Regions from separate parts of the Mus musculus genome. Here regions 2, 3 and 4 are each linked to region 1. A link is a contact called in public ChIA-PET data. All regions are on one chromosome and are shown on one strand. Each heading gives the region's core, a stretch centred on a gene start, on an enhancer-like site or on the middle of the called end of the contact. The rest is flanking DNA. Distances are from core to core; before and after follow the strand shown. Region 1 overlaps Nt5c2 (5'-nucleotidase, cytosolic II). Region 2 has its middle 21 kb from the start of Trim8. Region 3 holds the start of Sfxn2 (sideroflexin 2). Region 4 overlaps Wbp1l (WW domain binding protein 1 like).

Region 1 (3,666 bases), core at 633-3,132:
CACGAGTGACTAACATAGGGAGGTGTGCTCTCCTAGAGATCTTCACCACGTTCTCCTCTTGTTCCCAGGCACCTGGACAGCAGTAGCAATGAGCGCCCGGACATTAGTTCCATCCAGAGACGGATTAAGGTATCCAGATGGGATTTGGGAAAAAACGTGGGAAGTCAGTTGTCTGAGTCATTTTCATGTTTGATTTGATGCAGGGACTTGTATGTAGTTGCATAGCTGAGACCTTTTTTTTTTTTTTTTAGAAAGTAACTCATGACATGGACATGTGCTATGGGATGATGGGAAGCCTGTTCCGCAGCGGCTCCCGGCAGACACTCTTTGCCAGCCAAGTGATGCGCTATGCAGATCTCTATGCGGCCTCGTTCATCAACCTGCTGTACTACCCATTCAGCTACCTCTTCAGAGCTGCCCATGTCCTGGTGAGTACCGTTACTTTTGATTGACAGTTAAGATGGACCATAGAGATGCTAGAGAGATGGCCCAGTGGTGAAGAGCACTGGCTTCTCTTCCAGAGGTCATGAGTTCAATCCCCAGCAACCACATGGTAGCTCACAGCCATCTGTAATGGGATTGGATATCCTCTTCTGGTGTGTCTGAAGACAGCGACAGTGTACTCACATACATAAAATAAATAAATAAATCTTAAAAAAAAATGCGGGGTGTATTGGTGCATACCTTTAATCCTAGTGCCTGGGAGGTACTGATCTCTGATTTAGGGTTACATTGAGAGGTGCCCTACCCCACCCCCCAAAAAAGACTTGTTAGTGCTAATTGAAATAATTTTTTTTGGTTTTTCGAGACAGGGTTTCTCTGTGTAGCCCTGGCTTCCTGGAACTCATTTTGTAGACCAGGCTGGCCTCAAACTCAGAAATCCGCCTGCCTCTGCCTCCCGAGTGCTGGGATTAAAGGCGTGCGCCACCACACCTGGCAATATAACTGTTTTTATATGTATGTCCTGATACTGCTGTTGCAGGGCAGGGCTGGCTAAGGAAGTATAAAAGCATCCGTAAGGTTTCTTACGGATTTCCATGCTGTAGGGAGGGAGCGGAGCTTAGGCACTCCTGCTTGGGAAGCGGAGTGGTTAGCACAGTACTCACTTTCGCTCTGCCTACAGCCTGAGTGTTTGCTTTGCTCTAGATGCCGCACGAGTCAACGGTGGAACACACGCATGTGGATATCAATGAGATGGAGTCCCCTCTCGCCACCCGGAACCGCACGTCAGTGGATTTCAAAGACACTGACTATAAGCGACACCAGCTTACAAGGTCCATTAGTGAGATCAAGCCCCCCAACCTCTTCCCGCTGGCCCCCCAGGAGATCACACACTGCCATGATGAAGATGATGATGAAGAGGAAGAAGAGGAAGAATAGGAAGGCAGACTAGAAACCGGAGCACCCATCAAGTCTGTCAGACTCACGGGGTGAGGGGTGGCCTGTTTGGATTCTGTTAGGGAGGGTGGGAGGACTCCATCAGAAGTCCTGGAAAGTTTGGAAAGTTTCTCAAGGCTTTAAATAATTCTAATCATAGCTACTTCAGTTTTGTGTATCTGTTCTCTGCAGATGGTTTGAAACTGTATAGGAAGAACAGGTAAAGGCAGGTGGAGTGCACACAGATCGCACCACATGGCTTGTAATGATTTTCTGTGTCTGTCATCGTCAGCGTGTCATCTGGATGTACGAAGGTAGTAAAAAAGGGTTTCAGAACAGAGCCACGGGACTGGTAGGAAGAGGAGATCCACAAATGCTGTATACAGGCTGTACCGCTGCTTCAAACCCCACTTGTCCAGTGCTTCACAGTGTTGCTAATCAGTGGAGAAATACATGCTTTCATTATCAAGTGTAGTCAGCCGTCTGTTGAGGTCAGGTTTCCTTCCGTTAGCTTTTGGGTTTCCTCGGTGGCTCTGGCAAGGCTGCTGCTGTGTCATTCGGTGCCTTTGTGAGTTTCCTTGCTGTAGGTGATTCTTGACTGTGGGGATTGGAATTTGAGGCAGAAGTTACCATCCCTACTACATTTTTTAAAGTTGGTAGCACAAATGCTTTTTATTCTATGAAAACAATCCTTTTGGGGAATGTACCTGAAGAGTACAGAGGAGCAAGTTCCCAGAGCAGCAGCCACGGCATCGTGGCCTGCAGGTGCACCCTCCTCCTCGCCACAGTCAGTCAGTTCCCGTGACAGGAAACGACCTTGTGTTCTGAGGAGAGCGTGAAGGCTGTGCCTGCCCTGCCAGTGCAGGGAGCTGTCCCGCACTTGAGCAGTGTCAGAGATTCTTGCTTTAACTTTGATTTGCTTTCTCCCATTCTTGGCCCTGGTCACTAGGGTCCTGGCTATTCTAGAACTCAGTAAAATGTATGTCTAATGCTAACATTGGCCCTTGTGTAGTACAACTATTAGCCGTCACAGCTATTGCTCTTCAAATGGCTTTAGGGTTGGTGTTCTTTTTAAGGGAAATACATTTTCAAAATTGCTCACCATATCTGTATCACTTTTAGTTAAAAACATGCTTATATGTACAGTGTTTCATGGGTATAAGGATTTTTTTTCACTGAGGTTTTAGGCATTTTTTAAAAAGACAAATTTTCTCTATGTAGCCCTGGCTGTCCTGGGACATGTTCAGTATGTAGAGCAGACTGGCCTTGAACTCAAAGAGGTGTGCCTGTCTCTGCCTCCCGGGTGCTGGGATTAAAGGCGTGCAGCACCTTGCCTGGCTTGTTTTAAAGTAATCATTGAAGGTATGGAGCACAGCCACTGAGCCAAGGCTGCAGCTGCCAGCACTCACTGACTTTACAGTAAGTCATTTCAAGTAACGTGCATTCGGACTGAAATTTCTGGAACATGTACGTGGCCTATTAGTTGTCATCTCTGTTTTTAAAATTTAGAGACTACCGTATTCACCCTAGTTACTATTCTCATTTAAATTGTCATTGAGGACATTGCCTAGTTTGACAGTGTTAAGCCTTCTCAAGCCCAGATCACCTCTGCGTGGCATGTGACAACTGCAGAGTCACCTTGCATTAGTTCATTCCTTAGAGCAGAGGTGGATATCACTCAGTTTGCTTTCTATGTTTTACTGTGTTGTGTGGATACAACAGTTTGTTACTGGCCAGATGACACTGTCAGCCAGGTGACTCACCAGGAGAGCTAGCGAGCGAGCAAGCACTTCAAGTGGCTGTGAAAAGCACGCAGTTGCAAGAACTCCACGTTAAGTCACCAGAAGGAGCTGCTAAGGAGCTTTGTGAGAGACCAGCTGGTGATTTCCCACACGTTCCCAGATGTGCTGGGAGGTCTGTCTGGGGCAGGTGACTGGACATTTCAGAATGGAAAACAGGGATTGTCTGTCATCAGTAAACTTCTCCACCGTTTTCCTAAGTCTGAATAATTTAGAGGACAGAAATGGCAGCCCGCCCTTCCGTCACTCTTCAGAACCTTTCCTAGGAGTTCTGAAAACACTCAGTTTTCAGGCTTTGTAGAGCATCAGAATTTAGGAATCCTTTCTTCATGCTAGACTGAGCTCCCAAGACTGGAGTGTGTGACACTAGGGAGTCCGGTGTTCCCAGTCCTACTGGGTCTCACGGCCACAGAGGTGCGCCAGGAGAACAAACACCCAAGTGTCTCAGAAACATCTGGGGCAGAGAAAATTCAATGTTTATTTTATACCC
Region 2 (3,666 bases), core at 742-3,241, 370 kb after region 1:
CTGAGCAGTCTTGAAAACTAGAGCCCAAAGAGGCCTGTCATCTGTCTCCATTTTCCTCCTTCGGACCCACATTGGACAGACTTCACACACTGGCTAGCATATCCTGGCCTTTTCTTTCAGTCAGGTATCCATGTGTAGGGCACAAACTTCACATTCATCCTTAGGAATGGCTTATCTGTGTCACTAGCTCCTCCCCGCCTGCTTTCCCCATCCCATCTCCGTACACTCTTCAGAGCCCACCAGCCTCCCTCCCTGTCTTACTTGCACCAAAAGGTCAGAATCAGGGAAGAACAACAGTCCCCACATCAGCCCCCATACACAGAACGTGGCTGATCTGGGGCTTTCCAGTCCGATGGGCTGGGACTTCCCTTAAGCTCCCAGATGACAGAGCTAAAGCAGTTTCCCTGCCACAGATGGCTTTTTGGAAAAGAGGGGATCATCTTTGGTTGCCACCAGTAGCCCATCCTGAAGCCAGAAGACTGACTTAATCCAGCCCGACTCTTCCCCTCAATACACCGAGCCCCCGAGATAGATTTCATCCTGACTCGCTCTCGGCCTCTCTCCACCCTAAGACCTGCAAGAACTAGCAGGGCAGTGAGTTGGGCAGAGAGAGAGTGGGAGGGAGCAGGATTCATTCCGCGGCTGGGATATGCTGATCCAGGCAGGAGGCGGGGCCTGCACAGCTGCAGGCAGCCCCCCTGCCCTGAGCCCGTGAATGGGCATGCACCCTCCCGCCTGCCTGAACTGCTCCTGAAACAGTTGGTCCTAATGAACACTGCGCAGGCAGGGCAGCTGTGGGCATTATCCATATGCATGGGAGGTGTATATTTATCCTCACATCCCACTCCACTCTGCAGCTGCCGCCATCTCCTGTGCCAGGAGAGTGAGCGGGTACCAGGGCCCAGGCTGCTCTTCCCACCCCCACCCCACGTCCTAGCCTTCCCTGGCTAACCCACACCACAGCCTCCACTTGACCCATTTAGAGGCAGAAGTGCGTGTGTGTGTGTGTGTGTGTGTGTGTGTGCGCGCGCGTTTGTACGCACTCAAATGTGTGAGTGTATTTGAGAGCGAGTGTAAGACAGTGCGCACACATCCAGTTGGCGCTTTTGATTTCCTCTGAAGCCTCTTGATTGCAGGCACACAATGGCATCTTGCTGCCTGCCCTGCTCCCTCAGCAGCCTGGGGTTCTGTGCTGCCTCCTCCCTAGAGCTGAGATTTTTCTGCTGACTCTGGGCACAGGGTTGACAAACCAGGAAGAGAAGCCTGAACTAGGCTCCCACCCTTGACCCTGGTCCTTTCTAAGCCCCCATATCCACAGTGGCTTGTATTCCTTATCTCTCCCCACATTCTCTCCTGCTTCTGGCCCCTCCTCCCTGTGGAGGTCAGAGCTATTGTGCAAAAAGGCAGTCCCCTGCCTGAAACCTGCTTTCCAGGTTTCTAGGGCTCTCAAGCTCAAAACAAATCCTCCTCCTCCCCCTCCTCCTCCTCTTCCTTCACCCCCCTTCTTCCTTTTCTCTTCCTCTTCCTTTTCCCTTCCTCTTCCTCTTCCTCCTTCTCTTTTCAAACAGAGTCTCTATATAGCCACTGGATCACCACATGGACCCTACATTCTATTTATTATATGTAACTACACTGTAGCTGTCTTCAGACACTCCAGAAGAGTCAGATCTCCTTACGGATGGTTGTGAGCCACCATGTGGTTGCTGGGATTTGAACTCCTGACCTTCAGAAGAGCAGTCGGGTGCTCTTACCCACTGAGCCATCTCACCAGCCCGGACCCTACATTCTAAATGAGCTCTCCTCCTTGCCCTCCGCTAGAACTCCCACACCTGCTCCAAGAGTGAACGTCTCTCTCCTTTGTGCCTCTCTGTTTTATCTCTCCTTTGGGACATGATTAAGCGCCGCCTGCGTAGAAGCTGAGGGCTACCACTGCTTAGGTTAGGAACTTGGTTCTCCTGCCCTTATTCATTGAGCAAGTATCTCCGGAGCAGAAGCAAAACTCTTACAGTGGCCTCAAGTTCCCTCACTGTCTGGATGACCTCATCGTTCACTACCCTGTTCCTCCCTCACTCTTTCCAACCACATTCACCCCCTGACTCTTCCTGAAATGAACTTCTGCCGGAAAGCTGCGAGCTCATTTCTCCCGCCCGCCCTGCTTGCTATTGCTTCAAATAGCTCCGGATTTGACCCTCACATGCATACATTCTTGAAGTTTTCTTTCTTCCTTCCTTTCATTCTTTTTCTCTTTCCTTCCTTCTTTCTTTCTCTCTTCCTCTCTCTCTCTCTCTCTCTCTCTCTCTCTCTCTCTCTCTCTCTCTCTCTTTCTTTCTTTTTGACAGTGTTTTCTCTGCTTAGCCCTGACTGTCCTATCCTAGAACTTGCTCTGTAGACCAGGCTGGCCTCAAAATCAGAGGTCTGCCTGCCTCTTCCTCCCAAGTGCTGGCATTGAAAGTGTGTGCTACTATCACCCCAGTATTTTTGAAGTTTTCTGCTCAGTAGAGCCTACCTACCTAGCTCCCTGTATAAGAACCTACAGACCACCCCCCTCCTTCTCATAGCCCCACCCCCTAACTCACTTTCATTTTCCTTGGTGGTATTTGCTGCTAACCCATGATTACTTATTTACTGTTGTCATCTGCCTCTTCCTCATTAGATTATCAGCTCTAAGATGGGCAGAGGTCATGTTCAGTGGCATTCTAACACTGGAGTGATGCCCAAGACCAAAAGGATCTCAGTGGATATTTGCTGCCTGAATGAATGAATGAATGAATGGCACAGTGCTAGACTCTGAACCATCAAAGATGACTAATATTGCATGTTTTCACAGGGAGTCATATCCTAGCTGGAAATGTAAGCCCTAAAGTTTGTACCCTGACATTTAAGCCACAATTAGATTTTTTTTTTTTTTCAAGATAGGGTTTCTGTGTAGTTCTGGCTATCCTGGAACATACTCTGTAGCCCAGACTGGCCTCAAACTCACAGAGATCCTCCTGCCTCCTGAGTACTGGGACTAAAGGTGTGCACCACTACCACCGGCTTTTTCTTTGTCTTTTTCTTCTTTAACTTGTGTATAAGTATGAGCAGAGTCTCTGGCCTGGAGCTAGAGTCACAGAGACGATATGCTCTGAATCCTGGGGCCAGTTCTCTAGCCCTGTGAATCACAGTTAGACTGTGAAGGAAGGCAACAGCATGCACAGGAAATGAACCTTTGACCTACAAAGAAGGAAGGGTCTGAAGCCCAAAGCCACTGGGACCTGGGACCATGTGGACTGTTGGTAGACTGATCCTAAGTATATGGTTTAGTGGGTAAAACCTGGAGTGCCACAGCTGGCAGGGAGGGTTCACTGGTAGATCCCTATTAGGCTACAAGCTGTCCATTTGCATCCATGCCTCCTCCTGTATGATGCCCTGCAGCAGGGACGCATATGGACAGTGTTTGATACCAACATCCAACTGACAAACAGGACATCCATATGTCACATGACTCCCCGCCATTTTGTTCCCCTAGGTAGACCAGAAATCCACATGACTTTTTTTTTTTTTTTTTTTTGGTTTTTTGAGACAGGGTTTCTCTGTGTAGCCCTGGCTGTCCTGGAACTCACTCTGTAGACCAGGCTGGCCTTGAACTCAGAAATCTGCCTGCCTCTGCCTCCTGAGTGCTGGGAT
Region 3 (3,666 bases), core at 716-3,215, 310 kb after region 1:
GCAGGCCCAGGCTCCTGCTTACAGACACACTCATCGGGACTCCAAGGTAACAGTGAAAACAGATACCGTGCTACCTGAGGGAACCCTGAATGTGCCTTTTCCCACAAAAGGGCCCCAGTGTGAAGAGCAGTAGATTAGTAGATAAACGGAAGGGGAGGGGTCTCTAATCTAACAACTCACCTAGTGCCTCTTTTATTCTTCCTTTTCCTTTTTTTGAGACAGGGTTTCTCCATGTAGCCCTGGCTGTCCTAGTAGACCAGGCTGGCCTCGAACTCAGAGATCCAGCTGCCTCTGCCTCCCAAGGGCTGGGATCAAAGGCGTGCGCCACCACCTTCTGTCTGATCACCTTGAACTTCTTTAGTCAAGATTCAGAATTGACTTTTCCCTCCAAGGATCCGATACAAGTAGGCAGGTAGCAGATGTTTCTGACTGTGGGGCTGGAGCCATGGCTCAGCACTTTAAAGAGCAATCGCTGCTCTGCAAGAATCCCTGGGTTCAGTTTTCAGCACCCACCTGGTGACTGACAGCCACCCATAACTCCAGCTCCCGGGTACCAAAGACACATGTGATGATGCACTTACATACATGCAGACAAAACATTCATATACGTAAAGCAAATAGTTTTAAAGGTTTTATAGAAAGTTCTTTACTTGGTTGTAAAAAAGACCTGAAAGCTTCGCACTATGTACCCAGTGCCCAGAAGTACCCAGGAAGGAGGCAGTCCTGTGCAAATTTAGGGCCAGTATGGTCTACATAGTTTTGTTCCAGGCCAGCCAGAGTTCCATAGTAAGACTCTCAAAACAACAACGACAACAAACCTGAAAACCCATACTGGAAAAATCTGCCTTTGTTTAAGTAATGGCAACTAGGTTGGTGAAAGAGGTAACGCCTGAACCCCAGATTAAACTATTGATAATAATAATAATATGTCACCCTTTCTTTGCGACAGGAATTGCTCTCTATGTACGTGACATACATGGACCTGTAAGATAGATAACAGGTAAACACACATCAACAGACTTCCAGAGATACCACTTCTACCTAAACTATGAGCTGTTGGAAGAGTTCTCTGCTTATTAACAGGTATAAACAGCTCTGAGGTGTGGGGTGTAGTGTATGTAGGTCGGTGGCAGAGTGCTTGCCTACCCTGTACAAACCCCTGCATTCTGAGTTCAGTCCCCGGGGGCAAACAGCACTCCTACCTGGGCCACAGTGTTTACAAGCAACACTATAAAATAGTTTACAAGTAAAAAAAAAAAATAGTTTACAAGTTAGTTCAAGTCCGGACTCTTATCATCTACAATAACCGATTTCTAGGGTTGTAAGGAAATTAAACCTCATATAAAAAAAAACATTCCACTAGGAAGAATGCAATTTCCACGAAGGCAGGTTGTCGGGAACCAACATGCCACAAAGGTCCTGTGGTCGGCCCTGGGCGTGAGAGGAGCGGGAGGTAGCGCTTGCAGTCTAACCCGGTTTAGCAAAATCCAGCAGATCCCAAACAATCTAACACTCCCGCTGCCAGCTAACCTCAATGCTAGGGACCGGTCCCCAACCTCCCTATCTCTCGCCCTCTCTCAGGCGACCTCCCCCAACACAGTACAAATCACCTATCCTGGATTCTAACAAGAATGTGGAGATAGAGACGTAGCCGCAACTCCTGAGCCCTAAAGCCTGGCACCCGAAGACAACCGGGGTCAGAAGGGAAGAATCCATTGGAGCCCTGGTGGGTCCCTCCGGCCACGCGGCTTCTGCAGATGCAAGTCCAGCACGCAGCGCCTGGCAGCCGCAACAGAGCAGAACCACGCTCCCTTCGGAGGCGCGGGGATTAGGAGTAGCTGTGCATTTGGCTGCACTTGCGAACTCTTACCTGGTCCCAGAGGGATGCACCCCGCGACTGCCACCAGGCGAAGCTGACCAGGAAAGCAGAACTGAAGTGTCGCGGCTAGGCCCGGGAACCACCCCCTCGCCCTACGCCCCCACTTCCGACCAATCAGAGGCCACAGGCTCCGGCCAGCCACGTGGGCGGCTTTGCACCTCCCGCTGGGTCGCTCACCAGCCCGCCCCGCCCTCCCGCCCCTCCCGAGACCGCCTGCGCAATGGGCGGGCGCTTTGGCGCGCTTGCGCACTTTGGGTAGAGAGGAGCAGAACCCCGCCCCATCCCGCTGCTCCGTTCCTCCGCTGTGCGTGCGAGGGACGTCAGGGGCGGCGCCGCAGCAGTTACCCCTGGTAACGGGGGAGGCAGGAGGAGGAGGCGGAGGAGGAGGAGGAGGGACTCGGCTTGAGGATGGTGAGTGTGGGGGCCCTGGCCCCTCCAGAGCTGACCAGTCACCCCCCCTCCTTTCACCAGTCCCAGGGCGGGGCGCTGCGCGTAAAGCCGAGGAGGACGTGGGATGGGGCTCGCCTTGATCTTTGGGGTTCTAGATCGGTTTCAGGGGCGAAGGAGGAGCCCCTAAAGTGGGCCTGGAGGGAGGCCTAGGCCTGGAGAGAAAAGAGGGGTTTGCGATAGATTCGAGGCATGGAGTGCTTGGCTAGCGGGGAAGCCTGGGCACCATCATCTTTCTAGGGACTGGGATGAAGGCGACTCTAGAGCTGCGGAGATCAGACCAAGCTCTCAGATCTTACTGCAGAGTCGACCTCTCGGCGCCTCGGGACTGTGGGGTTCATCTGAGAACCAGCCAAAAGTGGGAGAGGCGCGGCTCTACTGTCTTTGAGATCACCCTGGCAGCACCAGGGAGCTGTAACCTGGCTTTCCTAGATGCTCGCGTCTCTGAGTGAGAGGTGTGTAGGGAGTAAGTCCCAGGACAATAAGAGGTACCGCTGGGAATGGATGTCTCTGTGGTGGGTGCGCTCCTGCAGTCCCAACTTAATCGCTGAAAGTTCTGCGAAGAAATAATGGTTGTTGATGAGCGATTTTTTGCTCCGTATTTATTCCATGTAGATAGAAGCAAATTAACCTCCCGTGTCCTAGCTTTTCCTTCAAATTTGCAGTGTCCTTTTGCCTGAGGCCACAGGAGGACCAAAGGTCTTCACCTCAAACTAAAAAGAATGAACAATAGAAAGTGAGCATCAATTTGAAGCAAGCCTTGTCTCCGTTAACCTTAATTAAGGCTTTTCCAAAGTGTATGATGTGTGACAGATTTTTGACCAGAAACACTCGGTTCCTTGTTGATTTTTTAAAATCGTTATTTTATTTAATGTATATGTATGGGTGTTTAGCCTGAATGTATGTTTGTGCTCCACGTGTGTGCCTGGTGCCTGCAGAGGCCAGAAGAGAGCTTTGGTTGCCTGGAACTGGAGTTACGGATGTCTGGGAACCATCGCGTGGATGCTGGCAAATGAACACTGAGCGTTGCTGAACATCTCTCTGCCCTTGTTGATTCTGTACGCGGTAGATGGAGAGTAAAAATGAAGTTATGGGGAAATGAATATTTTTAGAGCTAGTCAAAGAAAACTTGATATTAAGGCATTTAGAACAGGTTGGTTGGCTTACTAACTGCTCCGAACAGGTTCCTGTTGCCCCCCCCACACACACACACACAATATTTTTGTGAAAATATTGAGGCATTTCTGTTGACTTAAGAAGCAAAGCCTAGGGCTGGTGAGATGGCTCAGTGGGTAAGAGCACCCGACTGCTCTTCTGAAGGTCTGAAGTTCAAATCCCAG
Region 4 (3,666 bases), core at 311-2,810, 270 kb after region 1:
GGGAGCTGGACAAGGGCAGACGCTCAGCATACGTGCTGAGGCAGGAAACGTACACCTCGCGCGAGCGCACACACACGGAGGAGTTCTGTGAGTCACACGACTTGCTCCTTCCTCAAAGCATCCTGAAAGCCCAAGACTCCTCTCTTCTTCCGGGCCTTTCAGGGAAGGTGGCTGAGCAGAGTCCTTAGCTGCAATAGGTAGCCTCGCGCTCCACATCAAGTAACATTCACATCTCCAGAAAAGGAAGCTTCAGCAGAGACTGAGAGTCCCAATGTCCCAGATGGGAAAACCTAAGTTTGAGTGAAATGAGGTAACTCATTTAGGGTGCCCCCCCCCAGCCCCAGGAGATGGAGCGAGCACTTCACCCAGGCCTACGTGGCTCCGCAATGGCTTTGGCACGCAGAAATCGTATTTTGATATAAATTAAAATTGTCTCCCAGACTCATTTGGGAACCTCATACCCAACAGCTGCCTCCAGCCACCAGGAGGAAGTGTGATGAAGAATTCTGATTGACAGCTCTAGTCTATGTGCTGTCAAAGCAAGCGGGAAGTTTCCTCACCCTCCTTACCCGGTTTTGGACAAAGACAAGCACACACGGAGACAAACACAGGCGCTGCGTAATAAAGAAAAGGGCTGGGTAGAGACGTCAGCCTAAGAGCTCCTGAGGAAGAATGGCGCAAGAAGCAGCTGCAAGAACGGAAGAGGAGCTCGTGTGTGTGTGTGTGTGTGTGTGTGTGTGTGTGTGTGTGTGTATGGGGGGTAAGCACACTCTGTGGAGCCCAGTATGATGGACACACACAGAACATGTGAGGAAGAAAGAAAAGGAGGCAAGAATCAAAGCAAGGCAGTGCGTGTCTGTAAGCCTAGTATTCGGGAGGCAGAGGCAGGAGGATTACTACAACTTTGAGGTCCCTGTGGCATCCATGTAGCTCAGGATGCCCTTCAGTGGTCCTACGGTCTCAGCCTTCCCCTCATGCTGGGATAGGCATGGGCCTCGGATCCTGCTTTAATCTCCATGTTTTCATGGAGGGAAGGACGTCAGAGTTACACAAGCTAAAACTCACTGACAGTTCCCACTTCTGCAACCCAGTAAGAGAATGCTTCTGGACTGGAACGATCAGTCCGCAGACACTCACTTGATGGGTGGGTGTCTGCTATCTTGGGTCTAGAGCTTACTGAAGCTCCTGGTGACTCTAGGCATCACTGACGAAGAACAGACACTTCCAGGAGCACGACTTGTTCAAGGGGGACAGAAGAGTCTACTTTTGTGCCAAAATCTGGGTGTTTTTCTGACCTTATAAATACATCTAACCAAAGAGGTGCATAGCCAAGAATCACATGGGAATTAGCAAGCCGTCTGCAGAGACTTTTCACGTATCCTAAACCGCACTGAAATAAAAGGGCCAGGGATGCCTCTCCGGGATTGAGTGCTTGCCTGCTGCATGAGAGGTGTGAGACCCTAGCTCCAACTGTAGCACTGGAGGAAATTGTAATAGGAGGATCGTGACAGAACGGAAACAACAGAGAGACCAGGTCACATCACCTGTATGATTCACACCCAGAAGCCACAGGAAATGGAACTCCCTCAGCATGACTGGGGCTTCCTGGGCTCCACCAAAGCTGACTTCGTTCACTTTTTATGTAAACTTTGGGCAAGACAAAAATAACGTGGTCCACTCTTTGGTGGGAAAGCAAATGCAGTGATGGCTGACCCAAGGCAAGGGCTCGCAGCATCCCAACCTGAAGCAGCCCGGGATGATGGGTCCCAGCATCTGCACAAAGCCTCCTAGTGGTGCTCCACCCCCTCCTGCGACTCCTCATGTCCGTCCTCCCCCACCCCAAGCCTAGCTCCTCTTCTAAGGTCTGAGCAGCTCGATAAAAGTCTCAGATAACCTAGGTTCTGTAAATCTCATGCACGGACCTAGGTTTGGTGAGAGTCTTCTTCTCAACAAAATAAGGTAGAGGGCAACTGAGGGAGACATCCACGCTCAACCTGTGGTCTCATGCACATGTACACATGTACACATGTGCGCGCGCGCGCACACACACACACACCATACATACACAAGGGGAAAAAGTGGAGGAAGGAAGGAATTGCAAAACAGGAGTGCTAGTAACATTTCATTTTCCTGGCCACAAAAACCCGACAAGCCAGTACAAGATCAGGAGAATACCTGAATCTGACCTCGGGTTCGAGAAACTTTAGGAAGGGGTTAGGAAACCCTCCTGTGTGTGCCTTTTGTTATTGTTATTTGAGACTGCCAGTCTCCAGTAGTCCGGGCTGGCCTCAAACTTGCAACTTAACAGACCTTTATCTCCAGCCACCTCCCAAGTGCTAGGACTACAGACTTGTAGTCCACCAAAGGGGCCTTGTGTCTCACAATCTGTTCATCTTTAATTCTCAGCTGAGGAATTACAAGTATTTAAACCATCTCAGGGGCAAAACTCCCTTTCTCCAGGGAGGACCTGGACACGAGCTAACCGCTTCACACGGTTTTTTGATTATGGGAAATAGGGAGCAGCTACCCAGCTCGGTCTCCCAGCTCCGGTCTCCCAGCTCTGGGTTGGTAACATCCGCAGTGCCTGGAGGCAGCATGAAGGATGGTGAGATTAAACAGGAACAAACTGGAAGCACAGCTTACGGTACTGTGCCCCTCCCTTCCTGGATCTTACACTAATCATCTATTCGGGCGATCCTTCCTTTACCACCAGCCCCTCCGCCCTATAACTAGGAGGAAACCAAACCTATTCTAGATTTAAGGTTACGTGGTCAAAAAACGCCAGGAGAGAGCATTTAGGCAACCAGCCTGCAGGTTGTAAGGACTGTGAGAGCATACAAGCCAAGCGGGTGCAAACAGAGGGTGGCAGAACTCAAGAGGACAGCGCCACACAGGCAAGGGATGCTTAGCCCCATGTCACTCCATGTCCAGTCACAGCAACTCCTGAACCCTATGCTTCCAATACACTTCAAAAATGCCTTCATCCGGGGTCCAAGTTAGGGGAAGGGCAGGGCCAGGCCTCCCCCCAGAGCTTAAAGTGTTTTTTTTTTAATGTGTCTATTTCGTCTACATGTACGTTATGTGCCCACTGAGCACAGAAGAGGGCATCGGATGCTCTGGAACTGGAGCTACAGTTGTGAGTCACCATGTGAGTGCTGGCACTCACACTGAGTCCTCCACTGAGTAACCACTGAGCCACCACCTCTCCAGCCTCCTGAGACTTTGAGAATTGTATTCCCAGTCCAGAGTAACTATCCCCCCCCACCCCCAAATGGGCTGGCAGATACCAGCTTATTTGCCTTCACACACATGGCTCTTCATTGCCAGAATCTTAAGAAACAAAACTCTTCCAAGGTTGCTGTGCTCAAAACAGTGTCCCCAGGAGACACACCCAGGGACCAAGAACTCAAGCAAGCCAAGAAAATGTAGAAAATCAACTCAAAAGAGTCAAAATGTATAAGCCATTTTCATGTCTATTTCAGGATATTACTCTCCCCATTTGCCAGAAGGGCACAACAGAGGTGTGAAAATGCCCAGGATAGCGATCAAAGGGACCGAGGTAGAGCTCTAAGGGCTGACGTCCGGGAGACTGGCCTTTTAGACTCTGCCAAGCTCTGACATGCACTTCATGATGGCAGCCACTGCAACACACAGACTCGTGAGCCT

Evidence for each region. ChIA-PET counts read pairs in DNA pulled down with a chosen protein or histone mark.
Region 2: a contact with region 1 is called in an RNA polymerase II ChIA-PET map of memory CD8 T cells, with 24 read pairs. The contact joins two enhancer-like sites. A contact is called at or near these places in 3 of 115 datasets of contacts at active chromatin or transcription factors (memory CD8 T cells, microglia and pancreatic cancer cells).
Region 3: a contact with region 1 is called in an RNA polymerase II ChIA-PET map of memory CD8 T cells, with 9 read pairs. The contact joins the promoter of Sfxn2 here to the enhancer-like site in region 1. A contact is called at or near these places in 1 of 39 promoter capture datasets (cranial neural crest), 2 of 15 datasets of contacts at CTCF or cohesin (the NIH/3T3 cell line and large pre-B cells), 46 of 484 Hi-C or Micro-C datasets (the AML12 cell line, B cells, CD4 T cells and 28 more), 10 of 115 datasets of contacts at active chromatin or transcription factors (T-cell acute lymphoblastic leukemia, astrocytes, bone marrow-derived macrophages and 7 more) and 4 of 9 other capture datasets (adipose tissue, embryonic stem cells, liver and 1 more).
Region 4: an RNA polymerase II ChIA-PET map of memory CD8 T cells shows a contact between it and region 1, with 68 read pairs. The contact joins two enhancer-like sites. A contact is called at or near these places in 2 of 115 datasets of contacts at active chromatin or transcription factors (effector CD8 T cells and memory CD8 T cells) and 1 of 9 other capture datasets (embryonic stem cells).

Annotation. Positions count from the first base shown.
Region 1 is chr19:46,886,532-46,890,197 of GRCm38.p6, reverse strand. Nt5c2 (5'-nucleotidase, cytosolic II) reads left to right here. Exons shown (of 18, transcript NM_029810.5): 16 at 69-129; 17 at 252-428; 18 at 1,147-3,666. The coding sequence ends at 1,380. Among named protein-coding and RNA genes, the nearest start is that of Nt5c2, 74 kb to the left of the region's middle. Within about 2 kb of position 1,882, at least 87 of the 459 cell types and tissues checked have an H3K27ac peak or open chromatin away from gene starts, as enhancers often do. A contact at or near this core is called in CD8 T cells, ECoMG-derived neutrophils, the G1E-ER4 cell line and 7 more, where this site is marked.
Region 2 is chr19:46,521,011-46,524,676 of GRCm38.p6, reverse strand. No RefSeq gene overlaps it. Among named protein-coding and RNA genes, the nearest start is that of Trim8, 21 kb to the right of the region's middle. Within about 2 kb of position 1,991, at least 206 of the 459 cell types and tissues checked have an H3K27ac peak or open chromatin away from gene starts, as enhancers often do. A contact at or near this core is called in memory CD8 T cells, where this site is marked.
Region 3 is chr19:46,571,664-46,575,329 of GRCm38.p6, reverse strand. Sfxn2 (sideroflexin 2) reads right to left here and starts at 1,965. Exons shown (of 12, transcript NM_053196.3): 1 at 1,871-1,965. It overlaps Arl3 (ADP-ribosylation factor-like 3), which reads left to right and starts at 2,148. Exons shown (of 6, transcript NM_019718.3): 1 at 2,148-2,290. The coding sequence starts at 2,288.
Region 4 is chr19:46,615,480-46,619,145 of GRCm38.p6, reverse strand. All of the region lies in intron 2 of Wbp1l (WW domain binding protein 1 like), which reads right to left. Among named protein-coding and RNA genes, the nearest start is that of Wbp1l, 18 kb to the right of the region's middle. Within about 2 kb of position 1,560, at least 71 of the 459 cell types and tissues checked have an H3K27ac peak or open chromatin away from gene starts, as enhancers often do. A contact at or near this core is called in memory CD8 T cells, where this site is marked.